3 separate regions of the Mus musculus genome follow, and regions 1 and 3 are each linked to region 2. A link is a contact called in public promoter capture Hi-C data. All regions are on one chromosome and are shown on one strand. Each heading gives the region's core, a stretch centred on a gene start, on an enhancer-like site or on the middle of the called end of the contact. The rest is flanking DNA. Distances are from core to core; before and after follow the strand shown. Region 1 has its middle 21 kb from the start of Gm29895. Region 2 holds the start of Prmt9 (protein arginine methyltransferase 9). Region 3 overlaps Gm29895 (a long non-coding RNA gene).

Region 1 (4,520 bases), core at 1,017-3,516, 470 kb before region 2:
AGTTCTGGGCTCATTCATAAACATTCAATCAATAAACTACTTAAGAGTAAGACATATAACCGAGTAATTTTGGACGTTGGGGAAAATCACTGCTACCCCATGAGGAATTGTGATATGGATTCAATAGTGGGGGAAATGGAACCAATATAATAAAAGCATGTAAGAGTTAAGCTGGATTATACCAAAAGGTAAAGGCAGCAAGAGTTTGTACAATGCTATAAATCAGATCTCACGCTGACAGAACACTCAGACTACCAGAACTCCGGGCATTTCACAGGAAAGTTTAGAATTATTGGAATCTGAGCAGTGCCTCTATTTTGAAAAGTGCAGCTCAAACTATTTTTATAGTAAAAACATAATGAAAAGGCATCCTTATTGAATCTTGTTGCTACTGTTAACTCACCCTCAGTGGGACTTGTTTCACATGAACTAGAGACCCACAACACTGCTGCTTTTTGGAGGGATAATTTTCTAGCAAATTTCTTTGGCTTTGTTTTGTTTTCTTGGTAGTTTTCAGACTAAAAATGAAGTAGCCATTGGTGTATCTTTCATTAAGACTCTCCTCTTAATACATTCCAACCAGCAAGGAATATGTATGGTAACATGCCCGAGCCTCTCTACCCACTGTTTATCCCCACTAAGAGCCCAGACAGTGGAAAACCATGGCAGTTATCACTGTGACCTCTCACTTTAATGAGCCCATGACTTAGAATGCTTTGATATCCTACGTCATGGGTTGGATTGAAAGAATCAATCTAATAAAAGCAACAAACTCTACTAGTAACAAATGAGGTGCCTCGGAACATATTGTCCTCTGGCAAGGCCTGGATAACAAACAAGGCCAGGGTGGCCAGGACGTCTGTTCAAGGTCAGCTGCGAAAGTACATGTACCCTCACTAACTCTTGTACAAATGCATGCACAGACACCCCAGTATACACACTCATGCACACAGACACCCAAGTACACACAGACACATGATCATACCCGCAAGCACATACAGATACATACATGTACATGCCGACATATGCACACACAGACACATGCGCATATGCATGTTTTAACACAGGTATGCATGCACATATGTGCTTGCACACACAGAGACACTGCCTGTCTTCAGTCTTTTTATTGTTCAGAGCCAAAGTGCTTGAATTTTTTGTAGGTGAATAGATTCTTAACTTTTCTAGCACATTTAACTGCTGACTTCTATTTCTTAATGTCTCCATTTTTTATCTGTCTAATTTTTTTCCCTATTGTTTTTGGATGTACATTAGGACATGTGTCCATGTCATAGACAAACTATGATAAGCATTGCATGATTCCGGTGTTCCCCAGTAACTGTCCCCTAGGATAGAATCTAGCAAAAGAGAGGACAGATGAGTGTAGAATTTCATGATCAAATACAGTTCCTGCTTCAGAGCTCCCAAAATGCACATCAAACCATCACAGACGTTGAAAAGCACTAGGGCAATGGAAGACGCTCTGAGAGGAACTCAGGAGCCTCTAAACAATCCTTCTTTCATTGATGTCCATTCCTCCAGATGTAGATCCCTTCTGAGGACCACACATGGACACTGTGTTTCCCATTTATCTGTAATTATTTTCAAAATGACCATCTTGCATTTTCTTATTTACAACTGATTCCAACATATGACAAACTTCAGAGAAACTTGTGGAATTCAAAGGAACACACAACTGTCACACGAAACACCAGCAGGCAGTCCTGAAGGATGAGACTAGCCTGAGCTGCTTACAAATTCCCTATTTCCTCTGGCTCGAAGATACTGTCCCTCATGCTTGCAGCCACTGAACCTTAATAGGCATTTCTGGGAGACCTAACTTCTCAGACTACGTGCCCAGGACATGTGCACCTAGATCAGTGTCTCCGGCTGTTCACCATGAGGGCAGTCAGTCACCATGCTTCTGTAAAGTCAAATTCTTTCTAATTCATGACAGATTGGGTTTGTCATGTATACTTCAGATCTCCCTCTCCTTTCATGGCAAGCCTGTTTTCCCTGTGGTTGTGGTTTGTTCTCTTAGCAGAGGTAGCTGATAAATCTTCAAGTTCCTAGGTTCTGGTTAACACTCCTTTCGAACGCCTCACCCTGTGCTGTGAGCCCAACTGAAGCCATTAAGCTGTGCTTGTTTTCCTTTCTTTCCTTCCTTCGCATTGCTAAGGGCTTTTACGATAGAATAGTTTAAGTGCCAGGGTCCGGTCAGCCCGAGAGCAGCTTTACAAAGTCTAGGCGTTTTGCCAGAAATCTAAACTTTGTTGAACTATGTTAAAAGGTTAAGCATTTCACAGAGTTTGGTCTCCTCCACCCTCACTGATCTCCCAGCCTCTGCCTTTTCCTTAAATGTCTTTAAAAAAAAAAACCATAAGTGCTGGAGAGAACACATTTGACCCTTACCCTGTAACCATGGTATGGGTAAAAGCCTAAACAAATGTTAATCACACTTCTCTCCCTCACCCAGAGAGAGAGAGAGAGAGAGAGAGAGAGAGAGAGAGAGAGAGAGAGAGAGAGAAAGCTGAGGACACAGACTATGTTTAGTCTGTTTTTAAATGAAATATTAGATGTTTTCCATAAAGTATCAGTTAAAAAGTCTCACTAATTACTTCTCATAACAATTTCTATATTAATGGAAAAGTCTTCCTATAACTGAATATTAATGAATGTGACATCCTCTGTGGTCCAGCAGGATTACAGAATACTGACTCCTGGCCCTTTCATTCTGAAACGTTTCCCATGGTGACTTCCTGCCACACTGGGGACGGTCAATCTTGGGTAGAATGCTTCTCAGCTTTCAAATCCCAGAGTCATCAAGGATATTAAAAAGGAGGAAAGTTTTCAAAACCATTGCTTCTCAGGCGTGGTGCTCAGAAGACCGTTGCTTTTGAAAGATGGCCATTGATGTCAGTAGGATTGTTCGGAAGCTCCCAAGTGCTCCTCAGAGCTCCCCCCACCACGCTGCTACTTTCCAAAGTCTGTGAGGATTTGATGTGCATCGTGGGCGCTCTGAAGAGGGAACAGGTTGTTCACTGGTTTCCAACGATATTTAATCATGAAATTCTACACTCATCTGTCTTCTCTTTGGTATACACATTCCAAGGGGCACTCGCAGGGGGACACAGGCCTTATCCAATGCTCATCACAGTCTGTCACAAAAGCAATACTCTTGCGAGTGTAGGGGCAGTGACCTCTTGACTGTCTTTCGTCTTCTGACTCCATTCTCTTCAAAACATTCAAACTAAACAAAAGCTTCTTATCCTGCTCTATATGCCCACTATTAAACCATCTCCTCCTTTCTTACCTAGTTCCTATCCTTTTCTTTCTTTCCTGGAAAGAACAAAAACCAGCGAGTTTAACTACATTTAGGAGCCACTGGGAGCATGTTTTCCCAACGTGCATACCCAGCAGCCTTTACCTGCCTCTAGCTGTGAAGCTGACTCCTGAAGGTAGCCTTCTCTAAGACTAAATCCCTTTCCCTTGACTCCTCAGCTTTTTTTTTTCTTAATCTTCTTTTGAGATTATCTCCATGACTATCTCTAGATGATATCTTTTCTGTTAACGCCCTGCTTCTGACTCTGTTTAGTGGTCATGAGCAAGGTCATATGTAATTTGCTGGTGTATGCAAGCACCTCTAGTATCCTTACCCATGAGGAATGAAGCATATATACACAAAGGGGCATGTAGGCAAGACCATAGCTGAGCACCAGGTAATTATTTCAGCTTCTAATGGGTTAGGCTTTAGAATATGATATTAGGTGCAACTGGGTACGGTCTAGCAGGGCTTGAACATCCTGAGAGATGTCTGGGGATTGTACCATGAGCCTTGAGAAACTAAACCTAGGAAAACACAGTTACTTACAAATGCACAGAGTAGTTGATTTTTCTTGTGGGGAAATCAATGTCACCAGGCACTTATTTGTATCTTTGTCATACTTGGGATTATCTCTTCAAAATGCTCCTTAAGAAGAAAATTTCTCATGCAGAAAATGCAAAATTTTTTACACAGTGATTTAAAGTAAAGCTCTGCTAGATTGTCATTAGTTTATAAGGTTTCAAATGCCATTAATAAACATGTTGCCCTCACGTCTTGGCAAACAGTCAATTCAGATAACTCATGCACATATATTGACAATTATACATGCTATCAAAAATCAGAGCCTCTCTGGAGAAGTGCCTAATGAATCTTTGGCTTCTAAACTAGGTTTCATCTGGAGCCAGGATTAACAAGGGAAATCATGACCAGAATGGAATGTGAGGTTGGAGCACTGGGGAACAGAAGTCCCCAGGGCTGTGAACTGCCTTCACTCACCAGCCCTGGGAGCTGTACTTGTTTCAGTCTTACTTAGGCAATTTTCCTCTTTATCCAGTCAACGGGGTGAAAAGAAAACTAGAAAAAGAAACTGGGTGAGATAGCAGTTCAAAATATGCTTTACAAGATAAGGGAAAGGCCATGTAAGATCATTTCCAAGAGAAAGTAGATAATGGAAAACTTATCAGTCAAGAGAAAAACC
Region 2 (4,638 bases), core at 459-2,958:
AGACACACTATTCTACTGCTGTCTACACAGAGGAACACACACTATTCTACTGCTGTCTATACAGAGGAACACACACTATTCTACTGCTGTCTACACAGAGGAACACACACTATTCTACTGCTGTCTACACAGAGGAACACACACTATTCTACTGCTGTCTTCTACACAGAGGAACACACACTATTCTACTGCTGTCTACACAGAGGAACACACACTATTCTACTGCTGTCTACACAGAGGAACACACACTATTCTACTGCTGTCTACACAGAGGAACACACACTATCTACAGCTGTCTGCACAGAGGAACACACACTATTCTACTGCTGTCTGCATAGAGGAACACACACTATTCTACTGCTGTCTACACAGAGGAACACACACTATTCTACTGCTGTCTGCATAGAGGAACACACACTATTCTACTGCTGTCTGCATAGAGGAACACACACTATTCTACTGCTGTCTACACAGAGGAACACACACTATTCTACTGCTGTCTACACAGAGGAACACACACTATTCTACTGCTGTCTGCATAGAGGAACACACACTATTCTACTACTGTCTACACAGAGGAACACACACTATTCTACTACTTTCTACACAGAGGAACAAACGACCCAACATACTAGCATATTTCCAAGTAAACCAACAGGTCCTGAAATTTCTTTGGACTACAAAAGCCTAATGCTACTGACATCTAGTGGGCAGAGGACAAACCGTGCTGTGAAACAGGAAGGAAGACACAGGACTGTCTGGTGCAAAATGTCACCAGTGTCAGGTTGAGAAACTCTGGACTAAACAAAGCAAGACTGTCCACAGCTTAAAACTGTATATGCAATTAAGTTACTTTTTGAAATTGAGATTCTAACATTAAAAAAAAAAAATACAGTAGTTCAACCGGTTAACTGATGCAAGTAAGACGAATCAACAAATATTAAAAGTTCCTTATGACTGAACACTTTATCCAACCTCAGGATACACAGCATTCTTTCTACACAAGATAATGCAACGCCTACAAGGCAGGGCTAATTTAAATTAGATACTGGAGGGGAAAAAGAACTACCCAGTCCTATCCCATTTAAAAGGCCTTTGGAATCTTAAGTGAGGCAGAAATTTTGAAACAGATGTGTGACAACTTTTGACTTTTGTTACTAAAACCTGGCTGTATTGAGATGGGCTGTAGGCTATAGTAATTCGATGCTTGGAGAGTCCGTCTCTGTCTCTGTATGTCTCGGTGTCTCTGTCTCTCCCTGTCTCTCGTCTCTGTTACACACACACACACACACACACACACACACCATACCCTGTTGTTCCTGCTCAGATCACAGGATTTGCTAGCCACTGAAAAAAATAAGGCCTCACCTTCACGTCGTCTTTTAGCTCTGGCGCCAGGCTGAGCACCAGAAGGTAATGGGCATAAGCAGTGCCGAAGTCCTGGTCACCTAGACAGTGCTCAGCACTCTGCAAGGACCGTGCCACCAGCCGGTCCCGGCCGGCCGCACCTGCGCCACCCCCGGCGCCCCGGCGGGGCCTGGGCCTCGAGTTCGGCATGGATAAGTCTCGCTCGGAAGCCCACGAAGGAGGATGGCCTCGTCCGGGAAAAGAGTCTCCACGGCGCGCTTCCCTGGGCCGGTCGCAGCAACTGGACGCACAGAGGCACTGGGTGCACACAGCAGGAAGCCCCGCCTTCCCAGCGGCGGACAGGGCTGCGCGCGCATCCTGCGGCGAAGCGCTGTGATGACGTCACACCAGGGAGCGCCCCGCGGCCCACTATGGTCTTGGAGTACTAGGCTGTAAAGTCATTTTCTGGAATGGGGTTTTTTGGCAGACTGCAACCAAAGGTTTCCACCCTCTCTCTGCCTCCTGGAGAGTGCGGCTGCGAATTCCAAACCCTGCTCTAGTCCTGCTTGTGCGAAGCTCCAGGCCTTCTGAATCTCATCGCACCAGACTCACTACTGCAAAACGAAATAAAAGCTCCTTAAATTAATCACTGTGTACTCTCCTAGTATTAAGTATTCTCACAAAACTCAGTGAGGTGGAACTTGGGATCACACTCTAAAAAAAAAAGGAAAAGGCCATCACGGAGAACTGCTTCAAGGTTGAACAGTGGGATGGGTACGGCCGAGTCTGAATTTCCTGATGACATGCACATTAACAAAGAAGACTGATGTCAAGTGTGGCCTCTAAGATATAAATCCAAACTTTTAAAGCAATGTATAGAAATTATAGCGAAAGCTATTTTTTGTTCCCATTTTGAAGAGATTAGCGGTGCATACAGTGGTTAACAATGTGAAATGGAGGATACACCATTTTGGATATTAAGCTAAAATTCTCCAGTTCTCCCAAGTCCATCCTTTATGTGTCTTTTTGCTTTCTCTAGTATCTTATTGTCTGATCCACTCTTGTAAGCAGATACCTATGTACCTAAGAAAGGTCTTCGAAGACAGGAACTAATCACAATTATTTGAATATGTACAGAACGACAATTTTAATATATCTTGCACTTGATGAAAAGTGTTTCTCCTGCTCTTTAATTTTGCCTATGTATTTTCCTAGCTATTCATATCGTCCTTGTTTGATGCTTTGTGTATTAAGCAATGTAGGATTTAACTATACAGTATTTAGTGAGATGGAAATACAGAGGCAGGCCTCTATACCTAATGGAACTGAGTAGAACATAAAGACTAATTGGCTTGTGGGAAGGGTTTTCTCGTTCCAGTCTAGCATCCCTCCCTTGAGACATTCAGACAGACCTAATAAAGCTCTCTTCCTGGCTTAATTCATAAGGGTGCTCTAACTATACAATGTAATAATCTAGAAAAGCATTTTACTTATATATACATAGTTAATGTAATTAATTGGCATTATCTAGAAACATTTAGAAATTATCTAAACCTTAAAAAATGTTATTACTCCCGTAAACATTTAACCAAAGATGTATAATGTTATTTGCATCCTGTATAATTTAGAGGTGATAGACTGAGGCTGGGTAGAGAGACACAGCCCAGTCCTTGACAGAGACTTTGGTTTGCAATGTTACAGAATCTAGACTCACCCAGAGTCCAACCTTTGGTCATAGCTGTGGGTGATTATCTTGATTGCTTTAATTGGGGTAGAAAAACTTACCTACTGTGGGTAAACACCTTTCCCTGGCTGCCATCCTGGACTGTATTAGTGGAGAAAGAAAACCCAGCAACAGTGTATACCCAGCACCCTCTGCTTCCTGACTGTGACAATGATTTGACCAGCGACTGCTGCTCTGGCTTCCCTACAATCTCTTTCTCCCTTAAATTGCTTTTGTCGGAGTCTTTTATCACAGCAACAGGAAAAGAAACTAAGAGAGAGAGAGTGGTGTTTGTTTGAACACTTGGTCCCGAACTGGTGGTGCTATTTGGGAAGATAGTAGAGTTTCCGGGGAGAAATTGGATCACTGGAGTCCAGCCTTGGGGTTTAGTAGGCTTATCCAACTCTCTTTCTTCTGCTTGGCAGTTCGATGAGATCAGCTATCTCTGGTTCTTGCAACCCCTGCCTTCTTACTATAAAGGATTGTGTTCCCTAAAACCGTACTCAGAAATAACCTCTGGTGATGGTTTGAATAGGCTTAGCCCAGGGATGGCACTATTAAGAGGTGTGGTTTCGTTGGAGTGGGTGTGGCCTTGTTGAAGAGTGTTATTGTGGGTGTGGGCTTTAAGATCCTCATCCTAGTTCCCTGGAAGTCAGTCTTCTCCTGTTTGCCCTGGGAACAAGATGTAGAACTTTTAGCTCTTCCTATACTATGCCTGCCTGGACTGAACCGCTGAACCTGTGAGCCAGCCCCAATTAAATTCTGTCCTTATAAGAGTTGCCTTGGTCATGGCATCTGTTCACAGCAGTGAAACCCTCACTAAGACAACCCCTCTTCCCATAAATTGCCTATTGTCCACAGCAACTAGATTAGTCATTCTATCACCATGTGAATTTCTGCTTCAGCTGAATTGCTTTATTTTGCAAACTATCTTATCCTACGGAAAGGCTTTCTTCTTCCACAGGGCAAAGTTTCCTATGTTCTGTTCTGATTTTTTTAAAAAAATATATATATATGTTTATTTATTATATGTAAGTACACTGTAGCTTTCTTCAGACACTCCAGAAGAGGGAGTCAGATCTCATTATGGATGGTTGTGAGCCACATGTGGTTGCTGGGATTTGAACTTGGGACCTTTGGAAGAGCAGTTGGTGCTCTTAACCACTGAGTTATCTCTCCAGCCCCTGATTTTTTTTTAATCTGTTCTGTTCCTTGACTTGACCCAAGAACCTGAAGCAGCTAGAGTACATGAATGGTTCTCAGAGGGGGCATGTCTCCATGACAGAAGCAGGAAAAGAACAAACCATAGAGAAATAAAGTTTCTGTGGGCAGCATTCCAGTGTCAATTCTTCTCTACTGAAGAATTTACTCATTACATCCTGCACAGTGCACCAGTTCTACTTTTATCAAGTCAGAGTTGAAGGTCCAGAGCTGGAGAGATGGCTCAGTGGTTTAGAGAATGTACTGCTCTTCCAATGGACAAGCTCAGTTTCCAGGATCCACATCGGATGGTTTACAAACTCCTGTAACTCTGGCTCTGAGGATGTGGTGGTTTGAATAGTTATGAC
Region 3 (4,819 bases), core at 1,481-3,980, 510 kb before region 2:
CCCTAGTCTAAGAAGGAGCAAAGTGTCCACACTTTGGTCTTCCTTCTTCTTGAATTTCATGTGTTTTGTAAATTGTATCTTGGATATTCTAAGTTTCTGGGCTACTATCCACTTATCAGTGAATACATATCATGTGTGTTCTTTTGTGTTTGGGTTACCTCACTCAGGATGATATCCTCCAGATGCATCCATTTGCCTAAGAATTTCATGAATTCATTGTTTTTAGGAGCTGAGTAGTACTCCATTGTGTAAATGTACCACATTTTCAGTATCCATTCCTTTGTTGAGGGACATCTGGGTTCTTTCCAGCTTCTGGCAAATATAAATAAGGCTGCTATGAACATAGTGGAGCATGTGTCCTTATTACAAGTTGGAACATCTTCTAGGTCTATGCACAGGAGAGGAATTGCTGGATCTGCCAGTAGTACTATGTCTAATTTTCTGAGGAACCGCCAGACTGATTTCCAGAGTGGTTGTACAAGCTTGCAATCCCACCAACAATGAAGGAGTGTTCCTCTTTCTCCACATCCACGCCAGCATCTGCTATCACCTGAATTTTTGATCTTAGCCATTCTGACTGGTGTGATATGGAATCTCGGGATTGTTTTGATTTGCATTTCCCTGATGATTAAGGATGCTGAACATTTTTTCAGGTGCTTCTCAGCCATTCGGTATTCCTCACTTGAGAATTCTTTGTTTAGCTCTGTACCCCATTTTTAATAGGTTTTTTTTTATTTTCTGGAGTCCATCTTCTTGAGTTCTTTATATATATATATATATATATATATAGTATATTAGCCCCCTATCTGATTTAGGATAGGTAAAGATCCTTTCCCAATCTGTTGGTGGCCTTTTTGCCTTATTGAGAGTATCCTTTGCCTTACAGAAGCTTTGCAATTTTATGAGGTCCTATTTGTCAATTCTTGATCTTACAGCACAAACCATTGCTGTTCTGTTCAGGAAAATTTCCCCTGTGCCCATATCTTCCATGCTCATGGATTGGCAGGATCAATATGGTAAAAATGGCTATCTTGCCAAAAGCAATCTACAAATTCAATGCAATCCCCATCAAAATTCCAACTCAATTCTTCAATGAATTAGAAAGGGCAATTTGCAAATTCATGTGGAATAATGCAAAAACTCTTCTCAACAATAAAAGAACCTCTGGTGGAATCACCATGCCTGACCTAAAGCTGTACTACAGAGCAATTGTGATAAAAACTGCATGGTACTGGTACAGTGACAAACAGGTATATTCAAAAATGGAATAGAACTGAAGACCCAGAAATGAACCCACACACCTATGGTCACTTGATCTTTGACAAGGGAGCTAAAACCATCTAGTGGAAAAAAGACAGCATTTTCAACAAATGGTGCTGGCAAAATGAGCAGTTATCACGTAGAAGAATGCAAATTGATCCATTCTTATCTCCTTGTACTAAGGTCAAGTGTAAGTGAATCAAGGAACTCCACATAAAACCAGAGACACTGATACTTATAGAGGAGAAAGTGGGGAAAAGCCTTGAAGATATGGGCACAGGAGATTTTTCAAGTAGCCTGAAGCTGCAGGAAAAGGAAATCGGTAGCTGCTCCAGGCTATGAGCACCTCGAATACAGGTTGAAAGCATGCCTTGCGGATAACCAGGGGGAAGGGTGGGACTCAATGCAGGACTCAGCAGATGTTGGATTGTACTGCAAACTCCACACTAGTAAAATCTTACCATCAAGAACACTGGGTGATCCCATGGCCCAGACCAAAACCCAGACACCAGCCCCTCTAGTTCTCAACCTGTGGGTCGCCATCAGATATCCTGCATGTTAAGTATGTACATTACAATTCAAATCAGAAGCAAAATTATAATTATGTCATATCAACAAAATAATTTTATGGTTGGGGGTTCACCACAGCACGAGGAATTGTATTAACAGGAGTGCATCATTAGGAAGGTTGAGAACCAAAGCTCTACAGGGAGAGGAGGAACTTTGAGAATTCCCAAAACAGTCCAGGGAAGTAAAGCCACTTCGTGCTGTGCGGATGAAGATGTAAGCTTGTGTTAAAGTCCTATCGCGTAAGCTTTATTCCTCTCTTTTCAGAATTCTGAAGCAGAAAGAAAAGCATAAGTTCTTTGGGCTTTTGGAAGGTTATAAAGCTGTACACGTTTGCACGGACGCTTTCTGAGGATCCATCACCCGCAGGCATTTTCTGGATGCTGTAGAGATGGGGAAGATAAATGACAGCCAATGAGCCACTATGCAGATTAAGATACGTTCTTGTGTGCAGACAGCCAGTATTCAGGATGGGGAGCACACGAAGTTTTGAAGAAGGGCCACAAGGGTGTGGATCCAGGAGAAGGTGACTACACAAAGCCCCAGGGGACAGGGCAACCATGGTACAATGCCAAGATTCTCTTCATTTGCATATGGAGATGCTTACCCTCCAGATTCTACAAGCAAGCCTTGGGATAGAACCTCTAGGCAGAAGTTCCCAGTAGAGCCCTTTCTGTCCTCTGATCATGGGAGCCAAGTCAAGCTCACTGGTTAGAGTCATGAAAGTTATCCATAAGGAGCTAGCTGCTCTGCATTCCTCAGGGGAGCACAGGCTGTTCCCCTCAAGAACACCTTAGCCCACCAGTTAGCTCACATGACTTTGGGGTGTATCTCCTCATCAGTCAGATCCTTCCCAAGGTTGTTTGAGTATGACATAAACCTACTTCACTTGAGTTGGATAAATTCCCAGAAAAGCATAAGCTCGGAGTTACTCCAGTCTCTTGGCAAATTACCCACAAGTCCTTTCACTGCAGGCAGCAAAATCGTTTCCGGTTACCTTAAGCAGAGGGGAATTAAGTGGTTAGGGGAACTAGGCTCCTCTAGGGCAGGCAGAACGACAAGGTGCTCCTAGTCCAGAAGAATCTCAATTTTCAGTTCCCCTATTGAAAGTAAGTAAAAATGAAGGCAGATGTGGCGAGCGCCTTTTGTCCCTGCACTCAGGAGGCCTAGGCAGCTAGATATTAGTGAGTTCAAGACCAGCCTGGTGTACATAGTAAGTTCTAGGCTAATCAAAGATAACATACCAAGACAGAAAAATAAATAAATAAGAAAGGAAGATTTCTACAGCAAACTTGGGTCAAGTAAGTGCTGACTCTTGACAACAGTTGCATCTAGACTGGGTAAGAGGTAATTTCTGGAAAGAAAACTCCATATGAGATGCCAAGCTGGGCCACTGCTCACAGAAGCTTCTGGAGATCTTTCTAAGTGAAGGTATCTGGAGATTCATACAACACATAGCTTGGAAAGCACTGGTGCACACTCTCCCCGTGCAAGCCCTTTCCTCTACTCCCTCCCATGGTCCACTCCCTCCCCATAGACCACTCCCTCCCCATGAACCACTCCCTCCCCATAGACCACTCCCTCCCCATAGACCACTCCCTCCCCATGGACCACTCCCTCCCCACAGACTCTCCCACTCCCTCCCATCTACTCCCTCCCCACGGACTGTCTCCCACTCCCCTCTCCTCATATACCAGTGATTCTTGCCCACTACTACCAACAAGCAACACATGTACACTATTACTTCAAAAGGTCTACAAATTGATTCATGTAAGAAAGAAAATAAGTTCTATCTTGTGGTTATAAAATAGTTTTTCTTATTCTAAAACTTATGTACAGGGCTCAGAAGTTAAAGGTGCTTGCAACCAAGTCTGATGACATGTGTTCAATCCCATGATGCCAGCTATCTACACACACACACACACACACACACACACACACACACACACACACGCACGCACACACGCACGCATGGGGATGGGTCACACTGGCACCCACCCAATTTGTACATGCACAAATTAAGTAATTAATATAATAATTAATAAATAAAATTTGTATAACGAAAAATTTGAAAGTGGCAGAAAATTACAAAGAAAATTAATAAAATCCAACATAACTAAGGGGTAGGAAGATGGCTCAGTGGTTAAGAGTGCTCAGTGCTCTTCCTGAGGACCTGTGTTAGATTCCCAGGACCCCTGTCTGAAGGCCCATACCTACCTTTAACAGTCCAAAAGGGTCACATGCCTCTGGCCCCAGTAGACACTGGCATATTCCCACCCACAAACTCACTCACATACACATAATTTAAGATAACAAATACTTAAAAATCAGCTAATAATTATATCGCCAGGAGCCCCAAGCTATTGCCTTCTGAGGAAAAAAGACAAAAAGAAAAAACAAACAACAGGCCTCGATTCTCCTTGTACCTGAGACCTTTGCCACTTTCTGGCCTTAAGTTCCCACCCCAACCCAAATTCCTCTATTTCTGGTGCCTCTAGATCCTCCCAAGACCCAAGAAAGATCTATTTATAATTGTGGGAGCTCAGCTGAGTCCAGCGGGACACACAAACTCCTGTGGTGGGAAAAGTCTGTCAGATGCGTGGGTGCTGAACAGCTAAGGGTTAACTGGTGAGCTGAGGTGGGGGCCGGGCAGCATCCCAGAGGGCCACCACCATTAGGAGGAGGCTACCCTTGTTTCCTTCACAGTTCACTGCTCTGGCCTGTGACCCAACCAAAGCTTAGCACATGTGTGAGAGCACATGTGTGGACTGTGGGAGTAGGCTTCATGACCATAGGGATATTTTTATTTTCTGTACATTTTCTACCTCTTAATTATTTATATTCTCTCTCATGACAAATGGGAATGTACACATTGCAAGGCACTTTCATCAAAAGTTATTTTTATAAAACTGGCTTCAAGGGTGACTTTTAAAAATTTTTCCCCACATAAATATCAAATAAACAAATATAAATTTGGTAGTGTCAGCAAGAG

The links. Promoter capture Hi-C pulls out the DNA fragments that hold promoters and counts their contacts.
Region 1: a promoter capture Hi-C map of frontonasal cranial neural crest shows a contact between it and region 2, with 2.9 times the contacts expected there. The contact joins the enhancer-like site here to the promoter of Prmt9 in region 2. A contact is called at or near these places in 6 of 39 promoter capture datasets (the 3T3-L1 cell line, cranial neural crest, embryonic stem cells and 3 more), 2 of 115 datasets of contacts at active chromatin or transcription factors (astrocytes and craniofacial prominence) and 1 of 9 other capture datasets (embryonic stem cells).
Region 3: a promoter capture Hi-C map of 3T3-L1-derived adipocytes shows a contact between it and region 2, with 5 times the contacts expected there. The contact joins the enhancer-like site here to the promoter of Prmt9 in region 2. A contact is called at or near these places in 5 of 39 promoter capture datasets (the 3T3-L1 cell line, 3T3-L1-derived adipocytes, embryonic stem cells and 2 more), 1 of 484 Hi-C or Micro-C datasets (cortical neurons) and 1 of 115 datasets of contacts at active chromatin or transcription factors (craniofacial prominence).

Annotation. Positions count from the first base shown.
Region 1 is chr8:78,021,412-78,025,931 of GRCm38.p6, reverse strand. No RefSeq gene overlaps it. Among named protein-coding and RNA genes, the nearest start is that of Gm29895, 21 kb to the left of the region's middle. Within about 2 kb of position 2,266, at least 33 of the 459 cell types and tissues checked have an H3K27ac peak or open chromatin away from gene starts, as enhancers often do.
Region 2 is chr8:77,546,467-77,551,104 of GRCm38.p6, reverse strand. Prmt9 (protein arginine methyltransferase 9) reads right to left here and starts at 1,708. Exons shown (of 12, transcript NM_001081240.3): 1 at 1,369-1,708. The coding sequence starts at 1,557.
Region 3 is chr8:78,055,437-78,060,255 of GRCm38.p6, reverse strand. It overlaps Gm29895 (a long non-coding RNA gene), which reads right to left. Exons shown (of 4, transcript XR_387791.3): 4 at 4,805-4,819. Among named protein-coding and RNA genes, the nearest start is that of Gm29895, 13 kb to the right of the region's middle. Within about 2 kb of position 2,730, at least 1 of the 459 cell types and tissues checked has an H3K27ac peak or open chromatin away from gene starts, as enhancers often do. A contact at or near this core is called in 3T3-L1-derived adipocytes, where this site is marked.